Regions from separate parts of the Hordeum vulgare genome. Here region 2 is linked to region 1. A link is a contact called in public Hi-C data. All regions are on one chromosome and are shown on one strand. Each heading gives the region's core, a stretch centred on a gene start, on an enhancer-like site or on the middle of the called end of the contact. The rest is flanking DNA. Distances are from core to core; before and after follow the strand shown.

Region 1 (3,766 bases), core at 283-2,782:
TGCGGCATCGAGGCGAGATGGCGGCCTCCGCCGCGCCCACGCCCTCGGGCAGCAGAAGCATGCACGACTCCACCGCACCCACGCCCCGCGGTGATCCCCTAGAGAGGAGGGTAGTTGTGGGCGAAAGAAGGCGGTGGGTCTTGGAAGAACGGGATGTAAACACTGTCTCTAGACAAGGAGTCGCCTGCCGCCCAAGCACGAACAAGCCAAAGAGAGATCACACGCACCCCCATCTGCCCCCAATGGGCCAGGCGTCACAAGGCACATCGCACGGCCCCCGGAGCTGCACCACAAGCCTAACAGTGGCAGGCTCCCTTCCCGCCAGCACCAGCGGATCAACCTCCAGCACCCGGTCGAAAGGAGCAAAAGCCGCAGCAATCCCTTTTGGGTTCAGGTGCTCGGTGGGGAAGCAAGTGGCCGCCACAGGGCACACATACCAAACTGCATGTCCACTCGCCCATACACATCCTCGCGGTGGAGTTCGATGCGGGGCCTTCATGCATGAAGGGCTGGTGGCCCATGGCCTCCTCGCAATCCACCACCGAGGCAAGCCGGAGGTACATGGCGCCGATCGACGACGGGATCGTCTCTAGGAGGAGGTGGCTGATGGAGCGAAGGACGGCCGCTTTGAACCATCGTCGTGTCGTTATGGAACGTGTTTGGCGGCTCAATGGTGACAACCGCCAGCCTAATAACTGTTGTGTAGTCACCCTCAGGCATGAAAACCTCAACCGAGTCTGGGCGCATGGACTCTGCATCAATGGAGTGCCCAAAGGACCTAGACGACTCCGATGTGGCAGACGAGCCCACGAGAGAGGAGAGGGCGTCGCCCGAGCCAGCGCCACCCCACCCTGTCCTACAGGGAAGCCCGCAACCTGGCCGTGGTCGGGGTTGCGTGGCACCGGCGCGACCGACTCCAGGTGGCTGGACACCGGCGAGGAAGGGATCTGGGAGGGAGGCGGCGAGGAGACAACCTCCAACGTGGAGATATCGCGGAAACGCGATTCCACCAGCACCGCGTCCATCGGCTCCACAGCAGGGGCAAGGGAGCTCGCCTCTCCCAACTCGAACCCCAAGCAGGGCTAGGCTTGCTAGGTGTTTGGAGGAGCGGGCACACACCGTCGGGTATGGAGTGGGCGAACGACGAGCGGGAGGGAGGCGGAGGAGGAGGGGCGGAGTCGGGACGGAGGTTGGCCGCGTGGAGGAGGCGGAGGCCGCGACGGGGGACGAAAGCCGGCGGAGGGAGGCCATGGCACAGCGAGGCGAGCCTGCTCTATGCCTAGAGACCCGGCAACGGCGGCAGTGAACGGGGTCGCGGACGAGATGGTGGGGGGAGAGACAGCGAAAACAACCAGCTGGGGAGAGAGGAGGGAGGAAGCGCGAGGTTTTTTTTATGCAAGGCAGGTGAAAGCAGTGCGTCCTTGTAAGAACTTTTCCCCGCGGGAGTCGGGGAAGTAAACAGAACTGGGTCCACCGCGGCGGAGCTGTCAACCTCCAGGCAATCAATGCGCAACGGACAACCGCTAGCGACGCCCACATTGTCGCTGGGAGGCACGACCAATCCCGTCGGGAGATCGGGAGTAGGATGGGCAATCGATTCGCAGGGGGGTTTCGGCGAATCATCAGCCGAAACGGTGTCCAGAGGCACGGAGAGCAAACCGAGGCTATTAACTCTGGAGGGGACAGGGCACCAAATGCCCAAAAGGCTACTGAGGCGAGCGCGGCTAGAGGCCGCAGTTACACCCGGTGGGTGGCAACGGGCAGCAATTCGCCTCGCTCGGGCCAAAGCCCTGGCTGGTGCCACGCATGCTCCGCCACGCCACACAAAGAGAGAGAGGTTAATGGCAGGCATGAGGCCACGGCCAACGGCGACGAGGAATGCAACGATCGCCGGACTAGCGACCCCGACATATAAGACGAGCTCACCGATGCGGACGACCTTGAGACACTCGTCCGGGGCACGAAAAATGTGGGAAAGGAGCCCAGCAACCCCTACGGCCGAGAAACACGCTGTCGGCAAGGGTGCGGCGACCTAGAGCACGCCAGGCTTACCCAGGTCAGGGAAGGACCCAGGATCATGGGACACGAAGGAAAGAAAGGACGCGAGCACACGCTCGCGAAAGGCCGAGCCTGGACGCGGAACAATGGCATGGAGACGAACACGGATCACGCTACCATGAGAGAACAAACAAGGGTTACCTCCACAGGGGGCCCACCGTCCACATCGACGGTGAGGGGTGGTCGATGACAGCAGGAGAGAAGAGGCAGCGGCATCGGGAGCCCCTGCCGGGTCGGGCGGCGCGACGGAGTTGCCGAACGCGTCGCGTGAGCTCTCACGCATCTCTCCTCCCATTGCGCATCCGGGCAGAGTTGTTGACGACTAATCATTATGTACATTTTAGTTATACAGAGGCTAACTATTGCTCATCATGCTTTGTATTCGTTAGATTTTTAGTCTTTTTATCCAAAAAAATACGAAACCAAAGCGTACGTGATGGCAGTCGGTGTTAACGGATGTGACTTTCGTGATCGTGTATCGGATATTCTTAAGCCAGTGACTGAAGTGAATTTTGAGTACAAGTCCGGTGACCTTCGGTGAGCTTATCTCTCCTTGCAAAATCAATTTCCATCAGACCTCACCATGAATTTTGAGTACAAGTCAAACGCACCACCATCCCAAAATTCGAAAAGGCAACGCGGAAATCACATGTCCGTCCTGCAAAACGATGCCCCGCGTGCGGCAGTCCCTCCGCCGTCCGGCCCCTCTCTCGCACCCTCCTGCAGCCCCAGCAATGGCGCGGAAGAACAAAGGGAAGAAGACCAGAACCAAAAAAGCCCCACCTTCATCCACCCCGGTTCCTCCCCCGCCGCCGGTGGAGCCACAGGCTAAGGCGCCGGACCCGGACGTCTCCATCAACGTGCTCGCCGAGTTCGACATCTTCAGCATTCTCCGCCGTCTCTGCCTCGCCGACCTCCTCCGTGCCGCCCTCGCCTGCCACCGCAGGCGCCGCCTGGCCGCCCGCTGCCTCCCTCGCGCCCCTCCTCTACTCGGCCACTTCTTCCATCCAACCCAAGTCTCTCCCCCGTACCCCATGGAGGAAACCAAGTCTCCCGACACCCCCGCCGTGTTCGCTCCCCTCGACGCCTCCTCCCCGCGCCTCTCCCTCGACTTCGCTCAGGACGCCTTCCGCTTCTACCTCTACGACTCGCACCAAGGCCTCGTGCTTTTCGAGCCGACCCCCACTTTTGCTTCGGTACAACCCTCCGCCATAAAACGTAAAGTAGAATGTATATCCACCTCGTATTATATACTATAGGCCGTTGTAAGTATATCCACCTCATATAGTATACGTATAACGGTCTATAATGTAGAGGTGGGTATACATTCTACTTTATACGTTTTGTACGGGAGGGGTTTTACCGAAGCACACCTGTCCGACACCCTTCCCAAGCAGCTCATCCCCCGCTTCCTCGTCCTCGACCCGGCCACCCGCCGCCGCGCGGTCCTCCCGCCCCCGCGCCGCGATACGGTGCCCGATGACCGCCGCTGGCGCAGCTCAAGGTACTACGTCGGCTCCGCGCTGCTCTCCGCGCTCACCCGGGCAAGCTCTGCTTCGAGGTTGTCTGCTTCGCCATCGACGACGTGCGCCCTCGCGCCTGGGTCGCGTCCGTCGACAACGGCGACTGCAGCTGGCGCGCGCTCCCGCGAGACGAGGATGTCGTGGTCGATTTCGATCCCTGGTGGTTCGAAGGACGCTGCGTGCAC
Region 2 (3,356 bases), core at 380-2,879, 160 kb after region 1:
AGTTTCCCCCAGGTAACCGCCGACGAGGCCGCGAGTTCCCTCGCTCTCCGTGTGTTGCTCCAACGTCGAGAGGAAGGTGGAACACCGGTTCGAGCCCGACTTGTACATACATATATGAATAGGTTTCTTGGGGACGCTATATTGGTGATGGTGGCAGCGTCACGTTAGAATAAAGCTTCTCTAGATTCTCAACCACTACAGTGTCCGTGGTGACGACAGATAACCCGGGATCACGCGTTATTGATGGTGTTGCGCACCCATAGAATTTGTTCGTCATTGCGTGGTCGGCAAGGCGACGAAGGTGACCGCATGCCGGTCACCTTTTCTCCTCCAATCTCAGCTCCGTTGCGATGTCGTTTGGGAGTCGACGAACGCTGCTTCTTCAATTTGTGACGTCAACGACTTTCATAGAAGGATGGTTAAATAGATCCAGGTTTGAGAACGACGATTGAGGGGCTTGCATTTCTTTTCCAACTATGTCGGTTGATGGCGAAAGGTACTGGGGTTCGAGGGGCATGGATAAGATCTTCGCCGATGAGCCACAATGATGAAGACATGGCTACCTTGATATGATCACAAATATTGCATATGCGTATTTATTTGAAGATGAATTCAATTGGGTTGAAAAGTACATGAAATCTACTTTCGAACAAAAAAAGAATCACCCAATCCGGAGTTCGGATGCAAAAGTTCTTGCTTTTGAGACATGTATGTCTATGCAGTCTGAATCTGAATATAAAACGTGATACTGTTGGATTCTACCTTCTCTTAGGCTAAAAATGACACGAGAGAACTTCTTGAACAACACCTAAATGTTTCTTTTTCCCTTATCTTCAAACGTGGATTGTACAAGTGTCCGATAGCTTAGGTATGAAACAAAAAGGGGTGAAGTACTTTTATTTTGTATAACATATAAATAAATTATTGCATAACTTTTATCAGAAATTACCTCAAATATATACGCATATGTAATATTTGCGATCATATCCAAGGCAACCATGTATACATCGCACGAGGTATTCAATCTCGCCGTTCGTGACAGGTTGCTTAATCGGTTCATAAAGCATTTGGTGCGGTGGTGCTTCCTCGTCCTTGGGTGCTACAATTTAAAACCTCGGTTTTCTCTATAGTGCTCCGACGACGGTTTCTAGAGAAGAACGATGTAACCGTGGTTTGCATGACCTTGAGGGATTATTTCATTTTTTTTTCAAGAGGCCTCTTTACAAAGATTTTGGAATCCTTCCGGTTTGTTGTGTCTTTTTGTGACTTTCTTTTCCATTATTAACTTTTTTTTTTCATTGAAAAAACCATGCTGTTTCATTCACACAGAAAAATGATTAGAGTGTAGCACTGCTTGTTGGCTAAAAAATTACCTATTTTGTATCGATGAGCTTTTGCCAGCTGCATGCAACTCTGATCCTATGGTCCCAAAAAAACTCTGATCCTACGGAATACAGCTTTTTTCAACCGAGAAAAAAAAGCACAGCCCTAATTTTTTTCTTCTAGAGAAGCTACGAAATAAACAAACAGCACAGCGTGTGGAGTGTCAATCTTGTATCCTCCGAAAACAGAAAGTGGCTCCAGATCCGACAAGCCACTGCCGATAGGCCCTACAGTAGGTTCCAACTCCATTCAACCAAAGCGGCCGCACCTCCCATCGTTTCCCCCCAAATTGCCCATCTCGCCGCCTCGTCTCCTCCAAATCTCCGCCCGCCATTCTCCCACCACACCTCCCCCTGATCCCGCCCCGACCCCGCCTCATCCTCCCCGGAGACCCCTCGCGCGCGTCGTAACATAACATTTGGCGGGGGAACCACCGGCCTCCGCAGGCCTCCACCGGATCCCTACCCCGAGATCCCCTCTTCCGATCCAGAGCCTCCCCGTATCCGCTCGAATCTCGCCCTTCTCCGCGGCTCCATGCCAAGCTCGTGAGCGAGACCAGGATTCGATCGATCCACGCACGGCATGGCTGGGTTCGGCGGCAACTGCAGGCTGGGCGCCGTGGTCTTCTTCTCCGCCTGGATCACGCTCGTGGCCCTCAACAGGCTGGTGCGCCCGGCGCCAAACGGGTGCCATATGACCTACATGTACCCGACCTACATCCCCATCCACGCCCCCAACAACGTCTCCTCCGACAGGTACGGCCTGTTCCTGTACCACGAGGGGTGGAAGGAGATCGACTTCGAGGAGCGCGTCCGCAAGCTCGATGGCGTGCCCGTGCTTTTCATTCCCGGCAACGGCGGAAGCTACAAGCAGGTGAAGGCCCCTTTCACGATTGTTTTACATGTCCTCACTTATAGACTGCAAAATTACATGATGATATGCTACTAAACTTTGAACACGAACGGTGCCTCATGACTCATGAGTCGTAAAGAGCTAAGATTAAACTTGTACTGGATTAAAAAAGCCACGTATGGCACCGATAGATTAGAAATGGAATAGAATTGCATATTCTTTATTTTTTGCACCTTGCTATCATATATTTAATTTATTCATTCGTAACCTTACTCTGGGAACAATACGTTGACCCGCATTTCAGCGGGGAAGGACATGGATGCCATTTCGGAAAGATAGTCCAACTGAATGCGTAGTACTGACTGAGAGATGCCCAATAATAACAAGTTGTCTGACTTGTAATTTTGCTTATTTTGTCGTCGCTGTACTGATGATATTGCCATTCTTTCTTCTTCTTATCATGCTATGCATCCAGGTTCGCTCATTTGCTGCAGAATCTTCTCGAGCATATCAAAACGGCCCACTTGAGCCCTCCTTTTATCGGGAACCATCTAGTGCATCTGAACTGGAAGATTCTTCCCTTCCATCACAATATGGCCGTATTCTGGATTGGTTTACTGTTGATCTTGAAGGAGAACACTCTGCAATGGATGGTCGCATACTTGAGGAGCATACTGAATATGTTGTCTATGCCATCCATAGGGTAACCAACTCTAACTTGTAAGATATGATCTTAGGCACTTAGCATAGAGTGCAATGGCCCCTTCAGTCATAAGTTATTCTCCCTGTGTTGCACAATATAGTGTATTTTGATTGGTTAAGACAACTCTTTGACCAACAGTTACTCCATTTGTATGCAATTTCTATAACATAAGATTGATGTCATTTGATTTGTATCACATAAACAACATTTTGTGAAAGTAATTGCTGGCCAAAACCTTGTCTTAACCAATCAAATACGCCCTGGAAAAAGAAACGAGGGAGTAACTGCAAAATGTAGAACTTCTATTATCAGGACAATTCCACTGTATTGAATTTTAGAATGCCCGATATGATTGTGCTCTTGTAAACAAATCCACACAGTTTCCTATTTCCATATTTTGTTCCTGTGAAGTAGAACA

Evidence for each region. Hi-C and Micro-C count contacts between places; a contact is called where the count stands out from the background.
Region 2: a Hi-C map of leaf shows a contact between it and region 1, with 2.7 times the contacts expected there. The contact joins the promoter of LOC123400085 here to the enhancer-like site in region 1. A contact is called at or near these places in 2 of 6 Hi-C or Micro-C datasets (leaf and an unstated tissue) and 1 of 1 datasets of contacts at active chromatin or transcription factors (embryo).

What each region holds. Positions count from the first base shown.
Region 1 is chr5H:367,181,844-367,185,609 of MorexV3_pseudomolecules_assembly, forward strand. It overlaps the pseudogene LOC123397525. Among protein-coding and RNA genes, the nearest start is that of LOC123395933, 92 kb to the left of the region's middle. Within about 2 kb of position 1,533, at least 3 of the 3 cell types and tissues checked have open chromatin away from gene starts, as enhancers often do. A contact at or near this core is called in leaf, where this site is marked.
Region 2 is chr5H:367,340,691-367,344,046 of MorexV3_pseudomolecules_assembly, forward strand. LOC123400085 reads left to right here and starts at 1,630. Exons shown (of 18, transcript XM_045094489.1): 1 at 1,630-2,256; 2 at 2,711-2,938. The coding sequence starts at 1,966.